Linked DNA regions of Sus scrofa: region 2 is linked to region 1. A link is a contact called in public Hi-C data. All regions are on one chromosome and are shown on one strand. Each heading gives the region's core, a stretch centred on a gene start, on an enhancer-like site or on the middle of the called end of the contact. The rest is flanking DNA. Distances are from core to core; before and after follow the strand shown. Region 1 has its middle 160 kb from the start of CLEC14A. Region 2 holds the start of CLEC14A (C-type lectin domain family 14 member A).

Region 1 (3,032 bases), core at 523-3,022:
TATGTATTACCTTGAGATTTTATATTTCATTGAAATTCAATAAATTACTTTCATTGTTGTTTGCAATAAAGTGTTTTTTCAAGATTTGGAGACCAGAGAAAATATGATTTAAAAACTCTGGATGTGATTTTTGAGGCATATTGAATAACATTAAGAAAATGAACATTCTGTCAATGATGAAAACCTACTGAATATGAAACATGCCATTCCTAAGTTACTGTACCTAGAATGATAAATTAGAGGTGACTTAAGGTATGAGAGTGAAGGCTTTTTGAGCTACAATCTTTTTAGAATATTCATTTTCACTAGTTGTGCTCAGTCCTTGAATTTCTAGATTCTAATCCATGCTAGGGCTTTGGTGTATAATCAAAATGTAGTTTCCTGAGTCTTCCCTGGTAACAGAGACTGTAGCACTGTTTTTTCAAGCAAGGATTCTGATTGCTGATAATAATTTATTCATGAAGCCTAAAATCAAAGCTACCAGTATTTATTTTTTACTATGTTCTCAGTGAGTTTTAGAAAGCAGAAGTAATATGCTCTGCTTTGGGGGAGCTTCAAGCCAATGAGGAAATAATTGATGATAATCAGAGGCAGGTTCTATATTTCAACCTACAAGTGTAATGGGATACAGAAAAGGGGAAGATTACAGTCTTTGGAGTTGTAGGAGGGTGAGGTAGAGCTTACGGTGAAGAGTGTAGGGATGGATGTGATGGAAAAGGGAAATGCTTACAAGGAATGGAGAGAGGACCATCTTAGTTTCAGCAGATGTAGCTGTGAGTAAATCATGTGTGGAGGGATTAAAATATAGGTGGTTCGAAGTATAGGCATTGAGGAAGGAGCTAGTAGTGTGTGGCTAACAGTTGTACGCCACTGCTCCCTTTTTTAATGCCTATACTTCTTAATTTTTGTTGTAATAGAGACTTTGATTTCCAGGAAAGAAGTTTGGTCTTACATGGAGCAAAGGAATTCATGAGGAAAATGCAGTGTGTTTGAGTAGGCATAACAAGGCCTTTTGTTTACTCAGAGGTTGCAGAAGAGAGAAACTAGAGCTACTACGATCAAACAGAAAGTTACTGCAGCAGTTTAATATAAAGTAAAGAAGACCTAAGCCAGGGACTAGTAAACTTTTTCTGTAAAGGGTAAGGTAGTAAATAATTTAGACTTTTTAGATCATATGGTCTCTGTGACAACTATTTGATACAATATGTAAATGAATGAGCATGGCTGCATTCCAAAAATTTTTATTTAGAAAAAAATGGCAGAAGGCTGTATTGGGCCTGCAAGTCATCATTTACCGACTTCTAGCCTAAACCACAATGGTAACATGGAAATGAAAAGAAGAAACAATTTGAGATGTTGAAAAAATATTGCTATAGCCTACTATCTGCTTGAACAAGGGGCTAGAAGAGGAGGAGCCAAAGATTTCAAACAGTATATCCATCCTTGAAATAGTAGTGTGGGATTCATCAATACAGACATGATGAACTCACAAAAAGTTATTTTTCAAAGGAGAAGAATGTAAGGTTAAGGGCTGACTATTAGGATAGAGGGAGATGAAGTAGTGACTAGCCTCTGAGATGGTGTCAATATTCTGCTTCTTGATCTGGCTGCTATTTTTACTGGACTGTATAATTGGTGAAAATATATGAAGCTGTGTAATTGTGCTCTTTTGTTCCTTATTTTTCTTATACTTCAATAAACGTTAAGGGGGTTGAAAGAGAAAGTAAAACCAAGACAAAGAAATGACGATCAGAGAAATAAGAGAAGAACCAAAAGAGAGGGTAGAAGAGAAAGAACTAATCGGCAGAGCCAAAGAAAGAAGCAAGGTTAAGATGAGGGTGGAGAAGTGGGTTTGAATTTAACTAGGAGTTAAGAGATATCCTCCAAATGGTAGCTTCAGTGGAGCAGTATGATTGAAAATTAAATTCCAGGTTTTTAATCAGAAAGAAGGGAATAAGGAAAGGGAGAGAACTTTATTTAAAAACTCAAGGACAATGTAAATCAAAGGACAAAGGTAATGTTGCAGTGAAGGGAATAATAGAATAAACTTAGAGTTTTATTTCTGATTATTCTTAATGGGAAGGGTTATGTATGTTTGATTAAAAGGGTGATTAAACCAGTTTAAAAGATTGCAGATGTGAATAAAAGATGGAGAATATATGGGACAAAACAAGCTAGATCAGGATATATACCTCTAAATAACAAAAGGGTAACCTAATCAGAATGAAAGGCATGATAAATTAAGATAAGAAGTTACTCAGGAGAAGGCCAGATCTCTCCATAGTGTGAAACCATATGCCCAGTTTTGTTTGCATGTGTGTGTATGTTTAGGAGAGTTAATTTGGGGTTTGAAGGAAAGAGGAAAATCTACATCTTTAGGAATAAGTTAGTAAAAACTGACTTGGTATGGTTGTTAAAGGACAAAATATTCCCAAAAGAATTTCCTTGAATAATTGGCGGGCATTCAACAACATGACTATGAGTATGTTGGACGAGCATGTCCGGTTACAAATTCCGATAAATGATATCATTATTGTATTTTAGAGGAAATTCTACTTATTTGAAGGTCCGTCTTGATACTACAATTTTTCCTTTTAGTAAAGTTTATTTTATGGAATATGTATAATAAAGTTGAAAAAGGAATCTGGCATAGCTAATTTATAAACAAAAATCTCTAGTAAGCTCAAAACTATGAACTGGTTTAAATTTATAAAAACATTTAATAAAATGAACAAATATGGTGTGCACACACAACCTTAAAAATTCAGTGAATTTTTATATAATCTTAAAGAAGGTTGTATTGCACACATACACACAATACCATTAAAATTAGATTCCTAATTTTAAGGACTCTGATGTTTATTTAAGTGTTTTTTATAACTTGTAATTTACTTTGAAAATATGCCAGACTCCATAAAATCCAGTAAAATTAAGGCCATGAAGTAATAAATAAAAATCAAATCACTTTGTGAAATTGCATTATATGGGTATAATTGGATACACCTAGCTGCCTCATACTGATAGTTAATAAA
Region 2 (2,715 bases), core at 73-2,572, 160 kb after region 1:
AACTCCTGTCCTTCAAATTGGGAAACAGCAGGGGTAGGAGAGAACACCTGCTGCAAAACTCCACAGTCAGCAAAAGCAAAGTAAGCATGATGATTATCCTTGGTGTTTACTATCATTTGTTAAGATATGTAGAATTTGCAAGAGGAGAGAGAAAGCAGTGGTTAAAATGGGGTAGGAGCACACAGATGTGATCCTGAAAACTTCCTTCCTACCCCTCCTCACTACCCAGAACAATCCAATCCGGAACAAGTGAGTTTAAAAGCAGCATGGTGGGCATTACCCACAGAGTGGCAACTTTCAAGCAGCATGGATAGTGAAGAGGGTTTAGTTGAAACTCCTTATGTATTTCTGATTGCAACTTATCTGGTCACTGTGAACCGAGAGAGATAATAGATTTTCTAAAATAATGCACAGTGTCTAAATTGCAAGAAAACCTTTCACAGATAGTGTGGTTTGACGTTCCTTCCTTTACTTGATTTTAATTCCTTGCTACTTTCAGTTGCATTGAAGTGTTTATACTAAAAACACTCATTGGAACACTGAAGAAAATGGCTCACTTATTTTTAAGCAGCAGAGCATTTTTCTTACAGTATGCAATACAAATTATAATATTTTAATTTCTTAAGGATTTTTAGCTCTCATTTCCCTTAGAGGGGACTTTTACAACTTACTGCTACAAATATTGGCACATAAGCATAGGAGAAAATATTAAAATAGTTCAAGGATAAAATCTACACATTGGGTAGTTATTCTCAAACAGGTCACAGTATCATTTATATATAACCTATAAGCTTGAAGAAATTCTCAGCCAATATAGCAGTCAGGAAACCAAACAACATAATTTAAGGTCTATGGCCATTATTTTTCATTTAGGCCTAGAAATACATTTCCTTTCCTGAATGAACCAATAGGGCCATTTCAAAGAGAAAGAAATATAAGGCAAGCGTTGGCAAAGAAGCAGGCTTTCCCCTTTATATACCCAAAAGGAACTCCTAAATTCTTTTGACTAGCAATTAGTACGCCTGAATCTCCCTCGACAGCACAGAGAAGCAGAGCTGGGAAGACTCTGGCAGCTACATAGCGCTGCCTCTGGTAGTGAGGAGAGATGTTTATAAGTCTCACAACATTTATTTCCTCCACAGTACAGGACAAAGGCTGGACCCGTCTACAAATTGTGCGGCCAACTCCATGGCTTTGGACCAAACACAATGGGCGGGCGTGGGCGGTCAGCAAGTTCCTCTTCTCCAGCCCTTCCTGCCAGTGTTCGCTATTAGGCTAAAGTATTCAGAGATCCGAGGTTCTGAAACTCTCTGGGGGGAGGGATACACTTCTTCCCAGTGGCGAAAGTTTCTTTTTCTCCTGCTCTACGCAGGGTGTTTGACCTTCTGGTGGAGGACTTCGTTCCCCGTGCCCTGGCGCCAGCTGTGTTCCTGACCCCAGAATAAATTAGGGCTGCACGGGGCCTGGCAGAACTCAGGACACATTTCCTGTCCCGGCCCAAGGGAAGCCGTTTGCCGCCAGGACCCTGGCGGGGATTCTTGGCGGTTGAGGGGCCGGGAGGGAGTAGGATGAGGCGGGGTGCGGGGGAAAGCCAGCTGTGGGGGGCGGTGACCAAGCTCTAGGGACAGCTCCAAGCCCTCGGGCGGGACAGATCCAAGCTGGGAGCAGCTGTAGGAGCTGGGCCTCCAAGATGAGGCCAACCCTCGCCCTGTGCCTCTTCTGGCAGGCGTTCTGGCCCCGGCCCGGCGGTGGTGAGCACCCCACTGCCGATCGCGCGGTCTGCTTGGCTTCGGGAGCCTGCTACAGCCTGCACCATGCTACCTTCAAGCGCCAGATGGCCGAGGAGGCCTGCAACCTACGGGGCGGGGTACTCAGCACGGTGCGCGGGGGCGCCGAGCTCCGTGCGGTTCTCACGCTCCTGCGAGCGGGCCCTGGACCTGGAGGGGGCTCCAAAGACCTTCTTTTCTGGGTGGCGTTGGAGCGCAGACGATCCCACTGCACCCTGGAGAATGAGCCATTGCGGGGTTTTTCCTGGTTGTCCCCCGACGACGTCGGCGAGTCGGAAAGTGACACGCTGCAATGGGTCGAGGAGCCCCAACGTTCTTGCACCGCTCGGAGTTGCGCAGGACTCCAGGCCACTGGGGGAATTGAGCCCGCAGGCTGGAAGGAGATGCGATGCCACGGACGTGCCAACGGCTACCTGTGCAAGTATCAGTTTGAGGGCTTGTGTCCCGCTCCGCGCCCTGGGGCCGCTTCTAACTTGAGCTACCGCGCGCCCTTCCAGCTGTACAGCGCAGCACTGGACTTCAGTCCCCCTGGGACCGAGGTGAGTGCGCTCTGCCCCGGACAGCTCTCCATCACAGCCACCTGCAGGGTGGATGGGGTCGGCGCACGCTGGGACGGGATACCCTCAGGGGCCGTGCTCTGTCCCTGTCCTGGGAGGTACCTCCGAGCTGGCAAATGCTCGGAGCTCCCTGACTGCCTAGACGACTTGGGAGGCTTTGCTTGCGAGTGTGCTGCAGGCTTCATGCTGGGGAAGGATGGACGTTCTTGTGTAACCAAAGGGGAAGGACAGCCAGGCCCTGGGGGGACGAGGGTGCCCACCTGGCACCCGCAAGCCACTGCAGCCAGCGCTGTACCTAAGAGAACGTGGTCACCCAGTGTCCAGGAGAAGCCAGGAGAGCTACCCCATGCCCCTGAACAAGGCAGCTCAGC

What was found. A called contact is a pair of places that touch in the nucleus more often than the background predicts.
Region 2: a contact with region 1 is called in a Hi-C map of retroperitoneal adipose tissue, with 2.5 times the contacts expected there. The contact joins the promoter of CLEC14A here to the enhancer-like site in region 1. A contact is called at or near these places in 1 of 5 promoter capture datasets (fetal liver), 2 of 47 Hi-C or Micro-C datasets (heart right ventricle and retroperitoneal adipose tissue) and 1 of 2 datasets of contacts at active chromatin or transcription factors (skeletal muscle).

What each region holds. Positions count from the first base shown.
Region 1 is chr7:61,661,584-61,664,615 of Sscrofa11.1, forward strand. No RefSeq gene overlaps it. Among named protein-coding and RNA genes, the nearest start is that of CLEC14A, 160 kb to the right of the region's middle. Within about 2 kb of position 1,773, at least 3 of the 83 cell types and tissues checked have an H3K27ac peak or open chromatin away from gene starts, as enhancers often do. A contact at or near this core is called in retroperitoneal adipose tissue, where this site is marked.
Region 2 is chr7:61,824,366-61,827,080 of Sscrofa11.1, forward strand. CLEC14A (C-type lectin domain family 14 member A) reads left to right here and starts at 1,323. Exons shown (of 1, transcript XM_005666193.3): 1 at 1,323-2,715. The coding sequence starts at 1,691.